Regions from separate parts of the Bombyx mori genome. Here region 1 is linked to region 2. Evidence: chromatin contacts called from public Hi-C data. All regions are on one chromosome and are shown on one strand. The core of a region is the stretch at or near the end of the contact, and the rest is flanking DNA. Distances in the headings are between cores, read along the strand shown.

What was found. Hi-C and Micro-C count contacts between places; a contact is called where the count stands out from the background.
Region 1: a contact with region 2 is called in a Hi-C map of whole pupa, with 3 times the contacts expected there. The contact joins the promoter of Sir-3 here to the enhancer-like site in region 2. A contact is called at or near these places in 2 of 7 Hi-C or Micro-C datasets (both in whole pupa).

What each region holds. Positions count from the first base shown.
Region 1 is chr12:17,450,301-17,457,711 of ASM3026992v2, reverse strand. It overlaps Sir-3 (sid-1-related gene3), which reads right to left and starts at 3,214. Exons shown (of 20, transcript NM_001113265.1): 1 at 2,984-3,214; 2 at 820-889; 3 at 477-573. The coding sequence starts at 3,057.
Region 2 is chr12:17,389,359-17,396,560 of ASM3026992v2, reverse strand. The region is part of intron 1 of LOC101739734; the gene reads left to right. Among protein-coding and RNA genes, the nearest start is that of LOC101739734, 6.1 kb to the left of the region's middle. Within about 2 kb of position 5,035, at least 2 of the 8 cell types and tissues checked have open chromatin away from gene starts, as enhancers often do.

The DNA.
Region 1 (7,411 bases), core at 1,965-4,464, 63 kb before region 2:
TAATACGAGTAGGTAGTGACGTTTGTGTTGTCGAGTAACTTCATTCAAACCAACATTATCAATGCAGCGGATTCATTATGATTGAGGGAGTTTTTCTTAAAAAGGCGATGAATGGTCATGCACTGCTGTCGATTACAATGGATATAACAGTATATGATCGACACAACGCCCGCTTGGTTGTTGTCTTTTCGACATCATTTGAATGTACATATGTATATAACGTTTACAAAATTACATATTCAAAAAATATGAATAATCCAAACAATCGTTGAAGCAAGTTGAGGTAACACTCTCGTATGTATCTTTAAAACATCTAGATATAAGATGAACGTTATTGTATGTTGATGCGTGTTGCTACCAACGACGCTAGGAGCCTCCGCACTCTGCTCTAATGATTGCGTAGCAGCGCAGTTTGATCTATCTAATGTTTGATTTCTTGTTGTAATTGTAATGTAATATCGACCGATTGATATTACCTGTTTTAGTTCTGGCGGTGAGCAGTAGCGGCCGAGAGGTGTCCCCGCCGACGCTGCGCACCCACAACCGACTCGGGAACTCTGCTTGATCTTCGTTCTGGGTAGAGATACTTATTATTCCTACTTTAGAGTGTATACGAAATATTGCCCTCCTCCTGCCGCGTTGCGGTTTGTAGCGCGATACAATCGAGACTTCGGCCTCAAGTCTCACGATGGTTGGCGGCATTATATGTGATGTCCATGGGCTCCGATAATCGTTTAATGTGGTCAGTAATCGGTGTGCTGTAAGTCTGTATCCACCTGTTTTCAGAAAATATTTTTAGAATGTAACATCTTCACTCACCGGCACAAACTGTAGAATGAACTCTATGGATGGCGTCACCACCAACGTGTACTCTTCTTCGAGGTTTAATCTGGAGTGACGTGAACATTAACTTAACTTAAATAAAAGACAATGTGAACGCGGCTTCCTACATTGAGAGATAAGTACAAAGTATCACGCCTGTGACGCTGTTGAAGCCGGAACGCATGACTGCATCGCGATACAAATAAGCAAAATAAAGCATATTATTATTATACAAATAAGCGTGACTTACACGTGCGGTAACAATACGAACTATCAACAGTAATTACGAAAATATTGAAATTTTGATTTTTTACACAATATCAGTCCTTGATCGTGCCAGTCGGTCGTGAGCACATGTAAAGTAGCTACGTAATTCCTTGATACCAATGGCACCAATCGTCACTTCATTGTGAGACTCTTACATCAGCGCAGTTGCATCGCTTGATACGAACACATCGTGTAGGTACCACATCGTGTTCTTATTCCCTGCCTATTCGCTGGTAGCATAAAGGGCTATTCCAACTACACGCGGACGGGGTCGTTTATACCACAACAACTTCTATACAATGCTCTGACTGGAATTTGATTTTGAACAGTCTTATCTAGAAACTCTTAAACTTTATTTTCAACTCCATGTCATCTTGGAAGTAAGCATAGCGTGGTAAACAGCTCTCGAACTAAATCGCTATTCAGTCCTGGATAGCAAGTAGCAGTACTACCGCCCCCTCAAACATCACGGTTAACGGATATCTCCGTCAAATTCATTTCACATTTCGTTAAGGGTAATGTGTATTTTGACATTAACATCATAATCAAAATAATGTTTCTAAATACCCAGTTTCTAATATATGTAATAGTCGTGTAGTCAACATTCGGAGTATAGGCAGGTGGCAGCGGCTAGATCTCTTATTCAGTTCCTAGCGGTTACCAGGAACACTGCTCACGGCAAAATCTTAGTGAATAAATAAAACAGTTCTTATTTGTGACCGCGATTTTTTTGTGAATTTCCAACAATATCTGTTTTGTTTTCCTGTCGCAATAATACATTACTGTAAACACGGAACATTCGTCCGAGCCACGCCCAGTTCTGTGCAAAAGTTTAGTCATTAAATACCTACCTACTTTTAAATGTGTGTGTGTGTTAGTCTTTGTGTGTGTGTTTGTGGATAATTTGCTATAATTTATGGTTTTAAAGTATTTACTATATACGTAAATAGCTATGTCATGATGATTTTTGTAGCCCACAAACAAATACTCCGGTTTAATATTAGTTTTGATAGACAGTTAAGGAAAGACGGCATTTACAATTAATACGTATATTGGGAAGAGCTAAAAAGATATTTACAAATAATAAATTTAACTTATCGGCTCTGCTGAGTCGATGACTTCGACAACTTCGACGGTTTGCCCAACTTTGGCTAAGGCCTCCTCTATTAGAACGGATTTAGTGTTTTTATATACAGTAGGTAAATACGTAAATACGTGCTCAGCTATGTAAATGTGAATTCATGCTGATCATTTCCAATCGTCACTGAAATGACTTTCACTAGCGAGGAATCATAATATGAAGCACCAAGCTACACCACTGTGCATGCTGAAGTCGGAGTTCAGTTCCTAATCGATAGTTTTGCATTTCGCTATTAAATAATCTTGTTTAAATGAAATCGAAATGCCGGTGCCGAGTTGACTATCAGTGTTGATTCCCAGTGTGTTTGTACTGCGCGAGTGACATGTGTTGAGTTTTGGGTGTGCGGTGGCCTAAAATATTACCTACCACCGCGCTTCCTCCCGTCGCCGTGGTGGCGTCTAACTACTAATCAACTTTGGAATTGACCGGAGAATAAACAGCAGTTCTCTAAGTACTGTACTCGCACATTGCCTATACGAGCAGTTACCATCATTCTGACTATTTCTGCCGCGAAGCATGCGTTGTGATTTGAAGGACGGAGCAGCCGTTACACAATACAGGTGGGGCTTCGACCTCATGTCTGAAGCTGGGTCGCGAATATACCTAAATTATATCCACGGGTGTATTGTTACGAATGTTAGCCTAACCTATAAACTAGAGTTGCTGACTGCTTTGTATTTGCTGTGGCAGTTTCAAGAGTAGCAGACAGCACTGGTCTAGAAAGGCCTGGCTTCACGTTCCCTGGGTACTCACATTCTCTGCTCGACGGTGATGTTGCTTGCGAGGACTACGCTCACGCACAAGGCTAGGGCGCACCACGAGATCATCGCTGCATCGCGCACGCTACTAACCACATCCGTCAATACTAATACACATTCCAAGAGTCACTGGATGAGTACTTGGGAATTCGGCGTTCGCAGAATCAGGCTTGCGCGTTATCAGTACGCCGACACCACTATCAAGTTTTGGAATACATCGATAACTAGCGCGACCTGTATCACTCGCCCCGTGAATCAGTCTACTTATCGGATAAATGTACCAGATTTGATACGATAAGAAACGGCTACAGCACTGGTCGGCGCGACTGGTGGCGGAGCCTCGCGGCGAGCGTGCGTCCCGGTGCTGCGCTTGCAATGCTTTAATAGACGTATGTAATTGTGGAATTAAGTGCGTATTTAAAGCTTATCAAATTCACAACTAATATTTGTGTTTTTAGGAATCTAAATTTAACTTGTATTACGTACCTTTCTGAGTATGAAGTACCGCAGGGTGTGCGAGGAGACAGGGGAAGGGGGTACTGGGGGTCAAGGACTGTCCACTTGCTAAGCGGCGTGATGTCGTCGTGTGTCGTGTGTCGTGTGTCATGTGTCGTCGAAGACGTGTACTCCAAGACAAGACAATACTAATCTGGTCTTGATTTGCATCTTGTTGAGTTAACTCACTTATTATATATTAGTACCTAAGTAATAACAATATAGGTACATGACAATCTGTATTAGTTCCTTGTCACTGTGGTGACGTAAGCCTGGTGGATGTACAATGTCGGTTGTGACCCACATACACACTGATAACCTTCTTGTTCACAATTAATGAAAAATCGTCGTAAATCAAAATTTTATTTGATTATTCAAATATTAATTTCAATGGGTAATTGAGATAGCGTGAGCTTTGATGTTGAAATAGCAATTTTTTCCGCCACAAAGCTATAGGAAGCTGAGAATTTGTGTTGCAATTCGGAGGGAAGCCAATCTGCAAATCTTCTAATGAGGGCCACGCGTATGATTTGTAACAATACTTCTAGTACCTACTATCCGGTTCGGGTTCATCTTGTTAAATTTCATACTGTTAATTTACAACTCTGTATTTATTATATCATAAGCGATCTTGGTAGATAGTTCAAGGCCACCCATGTTTAGACCGCAAGGGTGAAGTCACAGGCGTTACGTAGGTGTCGAAATTTCAAACTTTTTAGGCAAATACTCGGATGTACTATAATGAAGATAAGACTAGCGCGTTCATCCTTATCTAAGCAAAGCTTTTTTTATTTATTTTTTTGCTTATATGGGTGGACGAATTCACAGCCCAAAAGCTCATTTTCGAGCAGCATAAGAATCTTAATCACATCAAATTGTGGAGTGCCTTTTGATTTGAAGGACGAAAATAAATTGATCTTTATTTGAAAAAATTCGTTAAAGGTACTAATAAACAATTTTCAAATTTTTCCATATACCTGCGCTATAACTTTTCTCAGCGTATTTCACAACTTTAGGTCGATAGTAGATATAGGCAGGTGTTAATAAGTTCACCGGGAGCCAAACGAGCTTTGGTTGAGAAGGTCGAGACTAACTTCGACTCGAAACCTACACCCGTCCCTGTCGCACGGACAGACGGGAATCGCTCAGAATTATATATAGGTATATGAACATGGCTTTTGAATTCCAATTATCACCCAACAATCAACAATAAGACACGTGGATTCAAATTTAGTCGTGATTTACAGGGATTGACAGGGCACTATCATAAGAATCGTCACTGCAACATTCCCAGTACAGTTTAATGAATTCCAAATAACAATACATTTTTATAGTTCAGTAATTTCACAAGGTCGTTGCGCGCTGACGTGCCGCTCCGTGCCGCGTAGGGACGAGAGAACCAACGCTTCGATACCCACGGTTTACTTATAACTTGGTTTCAGCGGTAGAGTAACTGCTGTATCATTGCTTAGCACGAACCTTTGATATTTATTTTAAGAAAACTTTTATGTTTAGCTTTAAAAGACAAATAATACCTTTCTAATGTGTCAGGTAGAGGCAAAAATAACACAACGTGTCAAGAGATTAAACCCCAACAATATAACTGTATTGAAGACGAATATCCAAATGTTATTGTTCGGTCTATCCGAGGGTGATTAGTTAAATAAACTACCCACCGCTAACTTTTAGTGAAGTTTGAAAACATTGCTCGTGCGGACCTTAGCTTTAGTACAAATATCTCTATCCGAGAGCGGACAAGGGGATGCTAGCTACCTCGAAGTCAAATCGGGACGGGAAGGACAGAGTGGAGCTCAAACGACATCCGCCGATGATGGTGGAGACGCTCACCAATTGGACCCACTACATCGCAGCCATCACGAAACGCCTTCAGAGCTCGCTTTGTGCGTCGAATGGGGACATACTGTCGTATTCTGCCGCCGTCGATGGAGAACTACAGGCTGGTCCAAGTCTACCTTACTTAGATTATTGTCTTGCTAGAACCCGTAAAGGATAGGCGAAAGGTCTCCAACTATCGACTGGTTACCTTACTATTGCACGGGGACAAGTTGTTTGAGATGTTTCTCCTGACTGAATATCGTCGTATATTTTCCTCAGGCCGGAGCAAGTCGGCTTTAGGACCGGCCAACCAACAACTCTGTAACTGAACCGCGTTCTGCACCACTTTCTGGATCGGCGCAACTCGGAACAATACACTCGATATTGAGGCCTTTGACCGTGTGTGACACGAGGGGCTGCTTCACAACCAGCGGGACGCGGGGCTACCGCTCTGGTCGTAGATCTGGTGTTAAGTGGTTACCGGAGCCCAAACACATCTACAATGTAAATACTGCCATCTACTTGGAGATATTTCTAAAGTCTCAGTACAGTACAGTGGCTCCCCCACCCTTCAAACCGAAACGCATTACTGCTTCACGGCAGAAATAGGCAGGATGGTGGAACCTACCCATGCGAACTCACCAGACGTCCTACCACCAATAGCCTTGTCGCCGTCCCAGTGGGCGAGGTTACAGGCCCAGGAAAATCGTTCCCTCCGTACTATTATCGGGGCAAGGCGGTACATCAGGAACGACGTTATCGCCCGCGACTTGGGTGTGGAGTTCGTCGGTAGACTCGCCTGCAACATGTACGAGCCGAAAACGGTCCCCATAAGCATCTCCACAACATTGTCCGTTACACGCCAAAACACCCGATGGTAAGACGTTTCCCCGAGAACTTCTTCATCTTTCGGAGTTAAAAAGGATCTATGAGCCCGTCTTGGGACTGGGTTTCACCCTCTCCTCACATTTCGAGAGGCAGAGAACCGCGCCACCCCGTCTGGAGGCGATAGTGGAACCGTCAGGGGAGGGACCCTTCCGCTCCGTGCTCTCTTGGGTCCGGATCGGTGTAAATACCTCCACTGAAGAGGGCTTGAGCGCACGCTGCAGCCCTCTCCCATCGCTCCTGTGGTCTGTACAGTTCCTGTATGGGTGAGAGCTCCAGCATGGAAATATTAAAGGAGGTTGCTGTCACACCTCTGACTCTGTGTTGATTAATATTGGCTTACTCAGTGTTATTCTAGTTTACTTTGTGTTTGATCGTCATTATCAAACGTCTCAAAGCCTCATCCCCACCATCATTCACCACTACCACTCGTTGTTCATCATTCTACCAGCATAAACATCACTCCTGCCAACAACGCAGGAGGACCGTGGTCGAGTACAAACCGCCGAACAGGTCGGACCTCTTGAATATTATAAAGGGAAATAAACGGCTACAGGTACACATGTTTGTGTTCCTACTACTTCACTACGCATGAGCCACCACCGTTATGAATGAAGGTAGTGACATCAGCATGCCTGACATCGTGCCTTTTCGAAATAGTCAGGGCATCGGTCATTCGTCATGTACAGATTGAATCTAAATCGGTTTGTCATAGTGTGTGATGGGTGTCGGTCAGCGGGTGTGCCCTGCGTGTGGGTACCGCCCTTCTGTTCAGTTTGCCGCGCTGCAGACATACTACTTCAACCTCGTGTCGACATTGATGTTTGATTGTCCATGGACTCCCGTAACCACTTGACGTCAGCTGGGTCGTGATTTCGCTCACCATATAACAAAAAACGGTCCGTGTACTTATGTACGCGCGTAAGAAGTTTTATTAAATTTCTTTTTTTTTTATTTAAACTTTAATCAATTTGAAAAAAAATCAATTGAACAACATCCTCAAACACGCATATTGGACATCCCTTTTCTTGAAATCGTATAAATTCGGTAATTCTCGGTACGGTTCGGCCGGTCACCGTCCTCGTCGAACCCGTCGCTTGCGACGAAGGGCTCGACGTCATGCGAACTAACCCACAGACACAGCCCAATGAGTTTCTCGCCGGATCTTCTCAGTGGGTCGCGTTTCCATCCGGTGGTAGATTCTGCG
Region 2 (7,202 bases), core at 3,786-6,285:
AGATCGTGGTATATCATTGATATACAAACTAAATAATAACGGGGAGAGCGCGGAGCCTTGCGGGACTCCGGCAGTCAGATGACGGGGACGAGACCGAGTTCCCTCTACTCGATATCGAAACGAACGGTTCGACAAGAAGTCTCGTGTGATGAGCACGAGTCTGTCCCATGTTGTACAGTTTGTAAATCAAACCTTTGTGCCAGACTTTTCGAACGCTTTCGCGATATCGAAGATGAGGGCTCCGGTCGGGATTTGTTTACGCCTATTTAGCCCTATTAAGATGTGTTCCGTGAGGCGGTGCACTTGTTGTATGCACTAGTGTTTAGCGCGGAATCCAAACTGCTCGTCTATTAGTTTTTTGTTCGCTGTAACAAAGTCCCAGAGGCGTTTCCGAAGGAGTCGTTCGTAAATTTTGCCTATCGCGGGGAGGAGACTAATCGGACGGTAACTAGCGGTTTCGTTTTTCGGTTTGCCCGGCTTATGTATATCGATAACCTCCGCTTCTTTCCACACCGCGGGAAAGATGCAGTGCGTCATAGCGGCATTTAAAATGGTAGGCAACATTGCTATCAGTTGGACTGGTAAAAGTTTTAAGGCGCGGTTGCGGATGCCGTCGCCGGAGCCGGGTGCCCTTTTAGGTTAAAGGTTGTGGTCGCTTCTCTAACTTCGTCAGTGGTAATGGGGGGAAACTGCGCTCGACCTCCCCGTCGACTAACTCGGTGTGTTCGGGGTCCGCGTATTGAGTGCTGGTGGTGCACTGCTCTTGCAGTGCATCGGCCAGCAGCTCAGCCTTGTCATCGTCATCGAAAGCCGGTGGTTGGCCTGAAGGGCGTACGAGGGGCATCGTAACGGTAGTTTCGGATTTGAGAGTCCTAGCTAGTCGCCAGTATTCTTGGTGAGAGGGCGCGAGTTCTTCTAAATAACTAACCCATTTCTCATTTCGGGTGTCGTTTAGGCGGGATTTGACTTCCCGCTGTAGACGACGCATCCGAATTCGGTTTGAGTCCGTGGGATATCGATCGTAGGCCCAGATTGCCGCGTTCCTAACTCTTAAGAGATTCATAAGCTCGGGGGACAGTCTGATGCGGTGAAAGCTATCCTCCACATCGACTTCTTTGGAAGATCTTATGATCGCGGAACATTGTGGTCAGTAATGATGTTTATGGATTCGACGGTGTCCTCAGGGGATAGATTCGAATCCGGGCCGTAAGGGAGGATTGGTGGAGCGGCTTCTGCTAAGCACGTGCCCAGCTTATTCCAATCCACCATGGTCCTCGTAACAGTGACTGGGTTGTGAGGGCGACCGAGCTGCATAACGACAGGTCGGTGGTCTGAGTCGAGCTCTGACAGTGCTTCGATGGAACGCAAGCGCAGAGTTACGTTCCTAAGCAATGCCAGGTCTATAGTGCTCGGACGGAGCGCGATGTTATACGAATAACATGTTGAAGTTGGAGGGCAGACTACATATTTCAAAAATAATTAGGTGCTTTTGGTTATAATATCACTACTAATCACTAAATAATATCATTTATTAGATACTAGTGCGGCTGTCAGAAGCTTCGTATTTGATATTATCCATCCACTATGATAGGCCACGACGACCTCAAAATTTTAATTTTACATTAACAAAAAATTCGCTTTGTTCTGTGGTCACAGACAACCGAAGCTTCACACGATCATTTTGTGAAGAGTACCTATTAGCGCCTTGCAGAAGTTTAGGAAAATACTAAAACAACTAACAACACTTCGTTACTATTTAATTAAAATCGATCGAAGCACCAACACAGTACAAGGAAGTAAAGAAGTCGACGGTAAAATCCGTATACAGTTATAAAGGCGTAAACGTTAATTCAAAAATGCTTTTCCCTGTGCTGGGTGCTACGTGCATGGCAATAAACTTTAAAGTACAGAGCTTACAACAGTAACCGCTAGATGGCAATGTGTCGGCTTTTTTTACATATATTGTCATTGTGTTAATCTGATAATACAAAATCGATTATCGCATTTTTTTGTTGAATCCGTTTTGTTAATGAGGACAGCTATTCCTATACGGTTGCCTGACTACTAGCTACTAGTGACGGATACTGACAGACCGTTGCCCAGATCAAACCGCTGGATCATTTACTGGTGGTAGGACCTCTTGTGAGTCTGCACGAGTAGGTACCACCACCCTGCTTATTTCTGCCATGAAGCAGTAATTGAAGGGTGGGGCAGCCGTTGTAATTATATTGGGACCTTAGAACTCATATCTAAAGGTGGATGCGGCACTCACGTTGTAGATGTCTATGGGCTCGGGTAACCACTTAACATCAGCTGGGCTGTTAATTTGTCCACTTATCTGTGCAATAAAAAAAATCATTAAACCTGACCCCTGTGTTCCGGCGCCGATAAACACTTACAATCCAGCGGGCTGCGAAATCCTTTACTTACATACACATTTAACAACATTTATAGTGATACAATAAAGTCTACATATTTTATCTGTATAAGTAATACATATAACGAATAGACTTTTTGGCGGGAACGCGAGGAGTGAAATTGTGTGATTTGTTTTATTTTGTCTATTTAGTGTTTCTTCAGGTTTAAATGTGTAATAAAGGTGGTTTATGAATTGTTTAGTATCTGTAAAAGTGCGCAAACGCGGGAAAATGAAACAAAGCCGCTGGACGTAACTTCTCGGGATCCTCCAAAAAGTCAACTGAAAAAATTTCGGTAAATGACCATCATTTTATTGAGATTATATTTTATCCCATATCATCTCATCTCATTTAATTTCACTCCATATTATCATTTTTGATAAAAATGAGAATATAAATTAAAATAAGACATGACCTAAAGATCTTACTTAGTTACCAGGTCATAAAATCCCTTAAAAAATAAAATAATGAATATTGACATGCTTGTTCTGCGTGCGTTCCTAAATCGTTTATCTGGTTGTGATGAAACTTAGAATTATTGTTGTATTGTTGGCGCTACAGGGAAAGCTTCTACCACACTACCACCAAGGCACGAATGGTGGCACGCGAGTTTCAGTGAGAAATTTGTTTTTCATAGAGTAGGCCAGGGAGTCCCTACTGTAGTATAAAAATACCCCAAGGTCACTAAAATTCTATGAATATTTCTAAAAACAAGTAATAATGGTATCAGTTGTTCTATAGCCATGACCCGAGCTTCAGAAGTAGGAGTTGTTAGCAACAGACAATTAATGATCTGTACTCGCAATTTCATTGAAACGATTGCCTTCAATTGAAGTGGGCTTGTGAATCTATTGGATGTGATTACCAAATCGATACGTTGCGTTATATTGTAGATTGTATATGATCTGTATAGCCTGATAGCTATTTCACAAGATATGGAAAACCCATATATACCATGTCCGAAGACTTGTGTGTTTGTATGTGGACATCGTGGTTAATTATTTAACTATACGTATTGTTCCAATTGCAAGTCCTATAAGATGCGAAAGCGTGTCACTGCTCGGTTATTGTGTGCTCAAGGGATGGGTAATAGTTACAAGGGCACTCTGAGCTATCAACGCGTCGTCCCACAGCGACGAATAAAAAAAGATAAAGATGCACCTTCGTAAAATATATTTCAATTATGATTTTTTGTATAGCTCTACCACTCTAATATTTCAGCACTATAAAATCTTGTGTGTGTGTGTGTGTGTTAGCTGTGCGCGCGCGTGTGTTTTGTAGTTTTTTTTAATTATCTGATGGACGGTCGAGCTCTTGACCCTTCTGATTTAAGAGGTTACTTGAGTTTTTAAATAGATTTTTATTTATATAGGGTTTTTACTTATATATAAAAATAATATATTTAGATATATTTAGTTAAAGAGTTTGAATTGCATTGCACCGTATGGCGGCCGCCCCGCCCCACCCTTGACATCGGAACGCGTGTCTACCCAGCGGCATTAAAGTAAGATTAACGTGTACTCATCCCTATCTTATAACATTGACAGGTAGATTTTATGGTTTATTTGTTATCTGCTCGGTGTCCCAAATAATCTACATAAGACGTTCAGAGATACATATATTTACATAAATTAGATGGTGCTAGGTTCATGATACTTTAAATAGTTATACATTTGTTTTTCAGTCAGTGGGAATTGAAAAGTATGAAATTGCATACAATTCACAGCGTAGATTTTTTATTTGAAATAAATACTTAATATTTGATCATTATGTTGGTCTTACAGTGTTGAGTTTAATCAATGCTTATAAAATGTATGCACTTTTTCTGTAAACGGTTGTCCTTTGCAAATCTATAAAGTATTTGTCAACAGCACAATGGTCTGCGCAATATTATTGGATATTTAAAGACTGTATATGGCACACATATATGTATATGTATTTCACTGGAATGGTACACCGCGCGTAGTTCGTTTCCAAATGATTTTTGTCCACCTGATGGTTGTCTGGAAGAGATCGCTCTTAGCGATAAGACCGCCAATTGTACTTTTTTGTTTTTAATGTATCGCACTGTTTATTTGTTTTTTGGTGTACAATAAAGAATACTCTCTCTCTCTCTCTCTCTCACACATGAAAAGTTCTTTTGAGCGGGCTTTGCCATTAATCAAATCGGAGTTTTTTGAATCGTTGTGACGATAAACTCGAGAAGTATAAGATAAATAGTCGTGTCATGGAGAGCAGCCCGCCACACAAGTTTCAAGATAATTCCCATCGTAGTAGGAAGTCAAAACTAACGGTGTTTGTTAACAAAAAAAAAACTCATGGACAACAGAGTAAAGATGTACTAAATACATTAATTACACATAAGACAGTTCATTTGTGTCAACTGATAACATTTTAATGTGTTCTGTTTTAGTTGTATAGTTTTTTATGCGTAATAATATTCGTGAATATAAGCTTCTTTGAGGCATGGTGCGGAGTCCAGCCGGGGGCCCGACCTGCAGCCTTGGGTCCTGCCTGTGCCCGGCTTATCTGAACTACTCTGAACGACTCGGGACTGGCATCTTTGCGACCTTCAAATGATTCGGTTGTTTTAACTAAACGATAAGAGGCGACGCGATACAACTCACTGGGCTACATTAGATAACAATAATTAAGAATGATGACCGATCGATTAATGCGCGTTACAGGGGCGATGATTTAATTTCATCATTCGGTGCCTTCTGCGGCGGTTACTGCTTAATGTATGTTTATGTTTTAGAAGTGAAGTCGTCATGGCCTAAAGGATAAGACGTCCGGTGCATTCGTGTGAGCGATGCACCTGTGTTCGAATCCCAGGCAGGTACAAATTTTTCTAATGAAATACGTACTCAACAAATGTTCACGATTGGCTTAAACGGTGAAGGAATAACATCGTGTAATAAAAATCAAAACCCGCAAAATTATAATTTGTGTAATTACTGGTGCTCTTGTGAGTCCGAACGGGTAAGTACCACCACCACGCCTATTTCTGCCGTGAAGCAGTAATGCGTTTCGGTTTGAAGGGCGGGGCAGTCGTTGTAACTATACTGAGACCTTAGATCATATCTCAAGGTGAGTGGCGCATTTACGTTGTAGATGTCTATGGACTACGGTAACCACTTAACACCAGGTGGGCTGTGAGCTCGTCCACCCACCTAAGCAATGAAAAAATAATAAAAGCGATGCGACTATTCCCGAGTTCAAATCCCATAAACAGGTAAGATTTTTTCTAACACCTGTTCACAATCGGCATCCATGATGAAGGAATAACAGCAACTAGCATTTATATATGTCTTATTACTGGCAGTGGAGCACGTCGATTTGCATATGGTCTTGCTGCTGCTTGGACTGGTCGTAAGAGAAAGGATTTACTAACTCAATCGTTCTCAGCTAAACGTCCGCTATTAGATTGCCTAGTTATCGATTTGCAAAATTATATATGGATAGGTATAACGTCTGGGTAGGCGATCCATAGAAACCAGACTAAAGTGATTGCCGATAACAGGTATATTCATTTACAAATATATTATAATTATTCGAAATATCAAACACGCGATTTAAATTCATATTTAAAATATAACGTTCTGAAATATTACAATAATAAGCAGGTATGAATAATGTGGTCTAAGCTAATCTAACATGTCTACTTATAAATAAGTTTTTTTTCTAGATTCTTCCTCAACGAATGTAGCAGTTGACGTTATTACCGCTTCTCTTTCTCGCAATTTCCTATCTTAACCACCACAATATATTAGGTTTTTGAAGTCAGTCATTTTTTATAAATTGTTTTTGCCTTTCAAAATGTGCACCCATGGTATCAATACATCTCTGCCAGCGCAGATGTAATTTTAGCCAACAAACTCTTGAAAGGCATTGTGCACTGCCTCACGGGTTGATTTCTTTTCCCTGCCCAATAAATTTTCGTTTGGTGCTTTGCCTAAGTGTTGAACCAGTGTCTCATTAAAGTGATGACTGCTTACGATTATCACAAAGAGTCAACTTTTCATCGCAAGTGACAATACGGTTCAAAGCCCCTTCGTTTCTGTGTCTGTTAGGCAACGCACGGCACACCATGACGTGTGCGTCGCGCTGGCGATCCTTCAGTTCGTGCAGCTCACACTTATGAGATTTGTTACCTCGCCAACTTGACGCAAATGGACCAATATTGTTCTGACGCTGACGTTGAGAGCTGCGGCTGACTCAGCGGTAGAGTTCCGCCGCCTTTAACTCGTGGTTGTTGACTTGTTTTCGGTTATTTTTATCATATTATTATCTTTATTTGATGGCAAAGATAAAAATGTAGTAAAAATACAACATTACCTAATCAATAAAGAAACGACTGAATTTAATAATAGAATTCCATATTTTAGAATAATATTCATGTGACTATAGAATTTATAGTCATCAATACATTGCGTCTGAAATGGCTAGTGAAATGGTCATAGGTATAGACCTACTATTAGCACGTATACTGGTTTCTCCTATTCGCTGGTCGCTATCGACTAAATCCGCTGCCACTTGCGCTCAGCAACAACGCTTAGTTAATCACATTCAGCCTGGCTTCGAATTATCGCGTAAATAAGTATATAATTGTGGCTAACATTGTATGTTGTCGTCAGCTAAAGGCGGCAGCACGCGGTGGTGTGCGGACATGGCCAGCCCAGAGTCCGTCAACACTCGTGGTTGGCTGCGCCACTTCCCACCCACAGGTAGGAGTGCACTTCACCAATTTTATTTGCATGCATATTGATCTAATATAAGTGTGCA